2 separate regions of the Gossypium hirsutum genome follow, and region 1 is linked to region 2. A link is a contact called in public Hi-C data. All regions are on one chromosome and are shown on one strand. Each heading gives the region's core, a stretch centred on a gene start, on an enhancer-like site or on the middle of the called end of the contact. The rest is flanking DNA. Distances are from core to core; before and after follow the strand shown. Region 1 holds the start of LOC107955926 (protein unc-50 homolog). Region 2 has its middle 19 kb from the start of LOC107930597.

What was found. A called contact is a pair of places that touch in the nucleus more often than the background predicts.
Region 1: a contact with region 2 is called in a Hi-C map of leaf, with 1.8 times the contacts expected there. The contact joins the promoter of LOC107955926 here to the enhancer-like site in region 2. A contact is called at or near these places in 2 of 34 Hi-C or Micro-C datasets (both in leaf).

The regions. Positions count from the first base shown.
Region 1 is chrD12:2,895,750-2,899,134 of Gossypium_hirsutum_v2.1, forward strand. LOC107955926 (protein unc-50 homolog) reads right to left here and starts at 1,862. Exons shown (of 10, transcript XM_041108225.1): 1 at 1,584-1,862; 2 at 634-701; 3 at 67-92. The coding sequence starts at 1,673. It overlaps LOC107953374 (reticulon-like protein B11), which reads left to right and starts at 2,043. Exons shown (of 6, transcript XM_016888672.2): 1 at 2,043-2,205; 2 at 2,471-2,651; 3 at 2,828-2,969; 4 at 3,060-3,129; 5 at 3,220-3,385. The coding sequence starts at 2,145.
Region 2 is chrD12:2,793,675-2,796,777 of Gossypium_hirsutum_v2.1, forward strand. It overlaps the pseudogene LOC107930536. Among protein-coding and RNA genes, the nearest start is that of LOC107930597, 19 kb to the left of the region's middle. Within about 2 kb of position 1,382, at least 6 of the 9 cell types and tissues checked have an H3K27ac peak or open chromatin away from gene starts, as enhancers often do. A contact at or near this core is called in leaf, where this site is marked.

The DNA of each region.
Region 1 (3,385 bases), core at 612-3,111, 100 kb after region 2:
CTAGAACTTAAGTAGCTAACATAAACATATTTTTAAGAAAAGTAAATTAAACAGAAACGAACTTACGTTTGTGATATTTTGTGTGCTGATAGCTGCATCCGCCATAGTAATTCATATGCACAATAGAACTAAAATAATTAGAAAAGCATATTTCAACACTCAAAAGACTTTCCTTCCTGCAAATAACCCGTCATTCCCAAATAAAAGCCCCTCCCCCCCCCAAAAAAAAAAAAAAAACCAACCCTCAATAGGCACAGACAAGCAATAACAAGTTTCCCATACCGGATACAACAGGCAGCCTTCTGTCAAAATCCTGTAACCTCTACCCAGACCAAAAACATAATCAACATTCAATAATACTAATTTCTGGACCAAAAACTAATAGATGGTAAACACTCAAAAGTCTTCTATGATAGAGTGAATTACTAGCTCAAATTTCATTTCAAGACTCCGGAAATGTATCTAATGGAGACAATGAGAATTGAAAATCAGTCAGCAGAAAATGGAGTGTCAGCAACATAGGTACATTTCATCTACTCCTGGAATTATATGGATTTAGCACTCAGTAACTAGTTGATGATAATATGGGATGATAGAAATCAAGTAGAATGATGGTAAGGGGTCGATACTTACACAACCTTTGGTGCAGTACATAGGTGAAGCATTTGCCAGAAAGTATATTCAATATCCATTTGTTGCCACTACACAAACCAACAAAGGAAAGAGGAGCACTATGAGATGAAGCAGCCATATACAGCAATGATGATGATGAGGAAATGTGTAATAGCACAATTCATTCTACAAGTTAATTGCATATATTGTTCAATTGCAATTCAACATCTATGACTGATACATTTTAGCATAATACTTCAAATATAAAAAAGAGAAAATTCCCACACGCAGCTATAACAGAGGCCTACATCCAAATCTAAGTTAAATAAATAACAAACATATAAGAAAAAGACAAGTAAGAAAATACATTAGACACAAAATTACTTGGGAGGATTAAACCATTCAAAACTTAGCAAAACAATGCAATATTGCTCAAATCAGCAAAGACATACATCAAAGTCAAATTACTAATTTTATTATAAGATTACCCCTGAATGGTAGGGATTCAATTTAAAATGGTCCAGGTTATTGTTAACTTGGCATATTTCCAGGATGAAATTCGTGAATCACATAAGGATCCAAAGTCTGATTACGCCAAAACCACCTAACTCTCTCATCACTACTTCTCCCACATTGAAATTAGAATTTACTTCTAGATTGGATTTCACACTAATGACTTCTCTTTTATAACATCCCAACCTTTTTAATCTACTTTCTAACGCCAGATATTACCCGCCACTAAGTCCTAAGACTGGAATTAATTACAATAATGAATAAAAATTAGAATGTAAAATCTGTAAATTTCATTCAATCAAGAACTTGAGCAAAGATGCAACGTGAAGTGAGGAAAAAAAAGGACAAAGGAAGCAACACCGACAAGTCTTATTCCTAATTGCAACAAGATTCGAACTCCGGGATAGAAATTAGATGAAATGGAAGATCAGATCCAGAGAGAGGGAAAGAGAATGGACCTTGACAATTCGACGTAGGTACTGGGGGAACATGGAGTTAGGTCGAGATGTGGAGGGCGTGGAACGCGTTTTGCTCACCGTTGGTAACATCTTCCCTTTTCTCTGACTTTGAGTTAGTTCGATTTGGCTGTTTGATCCGAGATCTGTAGGGATCTCTTCCTTGTTTTCTTTTTACACCTCTTAGTTTGTGTCTACGGATGGAAGCGTAAAAATGACGACGACTCTGTTTTTCTCTCCGTCCCAGGCTCGCTGTCACTCTGACTAGGCACCTGCCTTCCTCAAATGCCGATTCATTTAAACTCTTTCTCATAAATGGGCTGCAAAATTGGGCTGACCTGACAGAACCAAAACCAAGATTTGACCAGAGTTACATTACATAATCGGGCTAGAGATAACTCAATAAACAACAGGCCCGATGAGCCCATCTTAAGGGAGAGGCTTAAAGCCCATTTTAATGAGGACCTTCCTTCGTTTTTGTTTCTCCCTCTCCTTCTCCCTTTTTTCTCCTTTCTCCCTGATATCAAATTGCAGAAGAAACGAAATTCAGCAATCGCCCGCCCCATGGGAGATTCCAGCCTTGCACTTGGTACATCAGTTCATAAAGCGCTTGGTGGCGGCTCAGGTTTCCTTCTCTTTCTATATATTCCCAGCAGCCTCTTCATTTCATTTCTCAATAGATCTGTTTCGCTTCCACGATCATTTCTATAATTGGGTGTTCTCGAGGATTTTTTATTTTCCGAATACTAACTAATATTCCGTAGTCTAATTATATTATTCAGCAACATGTCATCTGGTTTACATGATTCTGATTTATTTTGGGATTGTTAATTGTTTTATTTTTTTATTTTTGAGGTCTGGGTTTAATTTTGTTCATGTATTTCCGGTAGTTGCTGATGTGCTATTGTGGAGAAAATGGCGTGGCGGAGCTGTGATGCTAGTCTCGGCAACGACGATGTGGTACTTATTCGAAGTAGCCGGTTATAATTTCTTAACTTTCGTGGCCAACGTGTTATTGCTCCTTATTGTTATTCTCTTCTTGTGGGCCAAATCTGCTTCACTTCTCAACAGGTTTTTCCATTGCTAAACTCTTTAATCTCTCCTTTACTAACTGCTTATCCTATTGCATGCTTTGATGGAAAATACTCGTACCCAGAAAAAAGACAGTTGTTTCCTTCTTTTTTTATGAGAACAATGCATTATGATTTCTTAGAAGAAAATGGAAGTGATTCTGCTTTCATATGCAGGCCTTTGCCGCCAATTCCTAATATGGAAATTTCTGAGAGAACGATTGGGATTGTCGCGGATGAGTTACAAATATGGCTTAATTGTGTATTGTCAATTGCACATGACATTACCATCGGCAGAAATTTGAAAGTTTTTCTTAAGGTTAAGCTTTTCCTTTATATAATATCATTTAATTGATATAAAACCTTAAAATGCCCTTGACTAGCAAAGTTTTTAATGTCTGTTGATCAGGTTGCCCTTAGCTTGTGGTTTGTATCATTCATTGGTAGCCTCTTCAACTTCCTCACTCTGGTCTATATTGGTAAGTTATGTGACCCTGTTCGGTCTTATAACTGTGATGATTCCATTGACTTTATTCATTTATGCTTATTTGTTTGGATGTGTTCCACAGGAGTTATTCTTATTTTATCAGTCCCTTTGGTATATGAAAAGTACCAGCCTCACATTGATGAGAAGCTTTCTGTAGCGCACAGAGTCTTTCAAGAGCAGTGCAGGAAACTTGATGAAACGGTCTTAAGTAAGCTTCCATTGCCCTCAAACAAGGAAAAGAAGATGCA
Region 2 (3,103 bases), core at 132-2,631:
ATAAAGAAGCATTTTTTTTCTTAATTCCATGAGTTCCCATGACATTTGGAATGACTACTGGTATTAAAATCATATTCATGTCACTGCTAAAATTGCACTAAGAATTGACAAGATCCGTGGTCATGAAGATCTAAACATTGAATGGCTACTGAAGGAAGAAGCTATATGGAGATAGTTAGAAATAGGTTAATATAATACCAGGCTTAAACATACACTTGCCATTTACTCAATGAATAAGAAAATATACTTTTCCCCTAGTAATCTTTGGTATATAGACATTATGGAGCAATCATTTGTCAGATATAACAGATAATAATAGCACCAGCAGCAAACTTTCTAAAGCTCTAATACAATTTCAAATATTGGATAGTAGATTATACAACACTCCCTAAACTACCGATAGTTTGATATGTTTCATCAAACTTGATGCATTCGGGCCCAAAATATAACAAGAACTTTGTTATGAATCAATGTTGCAACCAAGAATTCCATAATATGTAGTTTTATTAGTGCACGATCTATATCTATATAAATCCTAACTTATGATCCCCAAATGTACTTGCAGTGACAGCATTCAAACTACACCAAAACCAAACTCAAAACATAAAAACACTGAGAAAGAAAATGCATATGAGTCCGTTACCTGCACGTTTGTGCTCTGTGGTTGACCGATAGAGGAGAGATGTGCAGAAAAGAGTCTTGGCCATGTATTCTGACATATGTTCCGCCAACAAAGGATATTCAATCCCAGCAATTAACCCGTTTCTAAGGATTATATGGGGCGGCTCTAAATACCGCATTCCAATCAAGGACATGGTACGGTCAAAGTGATAAACTTCAGGAACATGTTCAGGGCATAACGCACCATGTTGTTTTAACGCCAACGCTTCGAAATATGCTCGTTCCTTAGTCATGGGCCAAGATTCCCCAATAAGTCGTACGTAGGGAAGTGCCTGTATTCGACATTTTACGCAAAAAATGGAATATCCCATTTCATAATTTCGAGTATTTAATGATTAAAAGGAAAAAGAAAAAAAAGAAGAAGAAGAAGCGAAACCTGCTTGATTACAAAAGAACCAGAAGGGCCAACGATGATGTAGACGAAATTAAGATTGCCATCTCCAACTTCCTTAATCTTTAAACCATCATAGTTGTCGACGATCTTCGATGACAAAGACGGCGTGGCTTTAATGTATTCGATGAGCGAGTTCTCGTCTAGTGGCCTGAACTCAGAAAACGCCATTGTCTTCCTTGTTTGAGGCAGTCCTTTTGAGGGGTTTTAAGAAGAAGTGAAGAAGCGATGTACAGAGATTTAAGAGAGAGGCGTGACTTAACTTCAAACGTTGGGACTGTAGACTGTAGAGTAAAAAGAATAAAAAGATTCGATAATAGCGTCGAAGATTTTTACAATGGGTAAGCCAATAGGGGATCAGTGAAGTAGGGCCGGGCAAGCTGGTCGTGAAATGAAAGATGATTTGAATGAGACGCTTGCTTATCGGGAAACTACAGAGAAAATAGAAACTAACCCATCTAGGTGTGTAATGAAGAAAACAATAACATGTTAATTGTGAAATGAACTTGGATACGTTCACGGTCACGTTCACTTCCACTTAGGAAATTAAAACTTTTCTTTTTTAAGGGTAGGTTTGCTGAGCGGTGGGACATTATGCGATGCGTTTAGTTTATTTTTTATCTCAAATTATCGTATTTAACCTTATTAACACCGTTGTTTTTGTACTAACCATAAAAAAACACACCGTCCATTCAAACTTACCCTTAGATGTGGATGTTAAAACTTGATTATTACTGAATTTCGCATTTTTGACTTTGTTGAGGTTTATTTTTTTCTCTTTTCACTTGGGACCAGTTTTTCCTTATTTATAAGTTACGATTCCTTTGATGTGACATGCTAGGGGTAGCTAGGTGTCATGTATATAATTGAGGGTGACACATCGCCCCTTTAAGTTTGACACATATCCTAGACATGTCTTTAAGAAAAGATTCGCATCGAAGAGTAATCATACGTGTTCACGTGTCCTGCCTCTCAAGGTTGCGAGGCGTATCCGCATGCCTCCCTCGCGAGGTGCTAGTGTTTCACCTTACGAGGTTGCGAGGCATTCCATCATGTTGACCTCTCGAGATTGTGAATGTGTCAGTTACGGATCAAATTTCGGGTCACGGGTTATGAGGTATTCTATAACAACTTGTCTGTCACTTTTTTGAAGAAGAGTTATAAATTGACTTTTCTAATACACAATTGCATGCATGATTCGTGTAATTAAAGGCTTACTATGTAAGTTTTAAGCTTTAATTGTTATTTTTGTTGTTTTAACTGTTCGTTTCCTTAAAAAGTTTTATAAATTCAAATTTTAAAAAAATTTCTAATCCCTGGATTGTATTTTATCATTGTCTTCCTAACAATTTACTTTCATGTCTCATCTTCTTAGTTTGACTTTATTTTCTTACAAACTTGCTTATTCATTTTGGCTTCCTTAGGTTTCTTCTGCAGTTTCAACCAGATCTGGTTTAAGAATGGATTCACAAAATGAGAGGATAACTTATGAATATATAAATCACTCAATTTCTCTTTTATTTTTATCTTGGTTTGTTTATCTAATGTGGCTAAAGTTAGGATGGGTTGGGGTGGTAGAGGTGGTGGCCATAGTGGGCATGGTAATCAGGGCAGTGGGTTTGGTTTAGAAAATGAGGGTGGCGGTCGCAAGAAACGTCGCGAAGCATGTGTACCTGTAAAGAGTAACGTATACAATTGCATGACAAAAAAGGCAGAAATGGTTCGACATCTTTCCGTTCGGGGAATCAAATTGCCAAGCTTTGCTTTTAACTTTGAGATTGTTAAAGGGGGAAAGAGGTTGAACGATACCAAAGAAGGTTTATTGTTGCCTTTACATCTGTTAGAGGCGGGTTTTCATCTTCCTTTTTATCCTTTCTTTTGCACAGTTTTTAGGAGTATGGAATCGCACCAGGACAACTTGTTGGCTTTTCTTGATGGATATTAGTTGCGTATTTCATCGATTGTTGTCTATGGGATGAATTTCCCCTACAATTCATTGGAAATGTTGTATTTTTTCCCTCGAGAGGGATG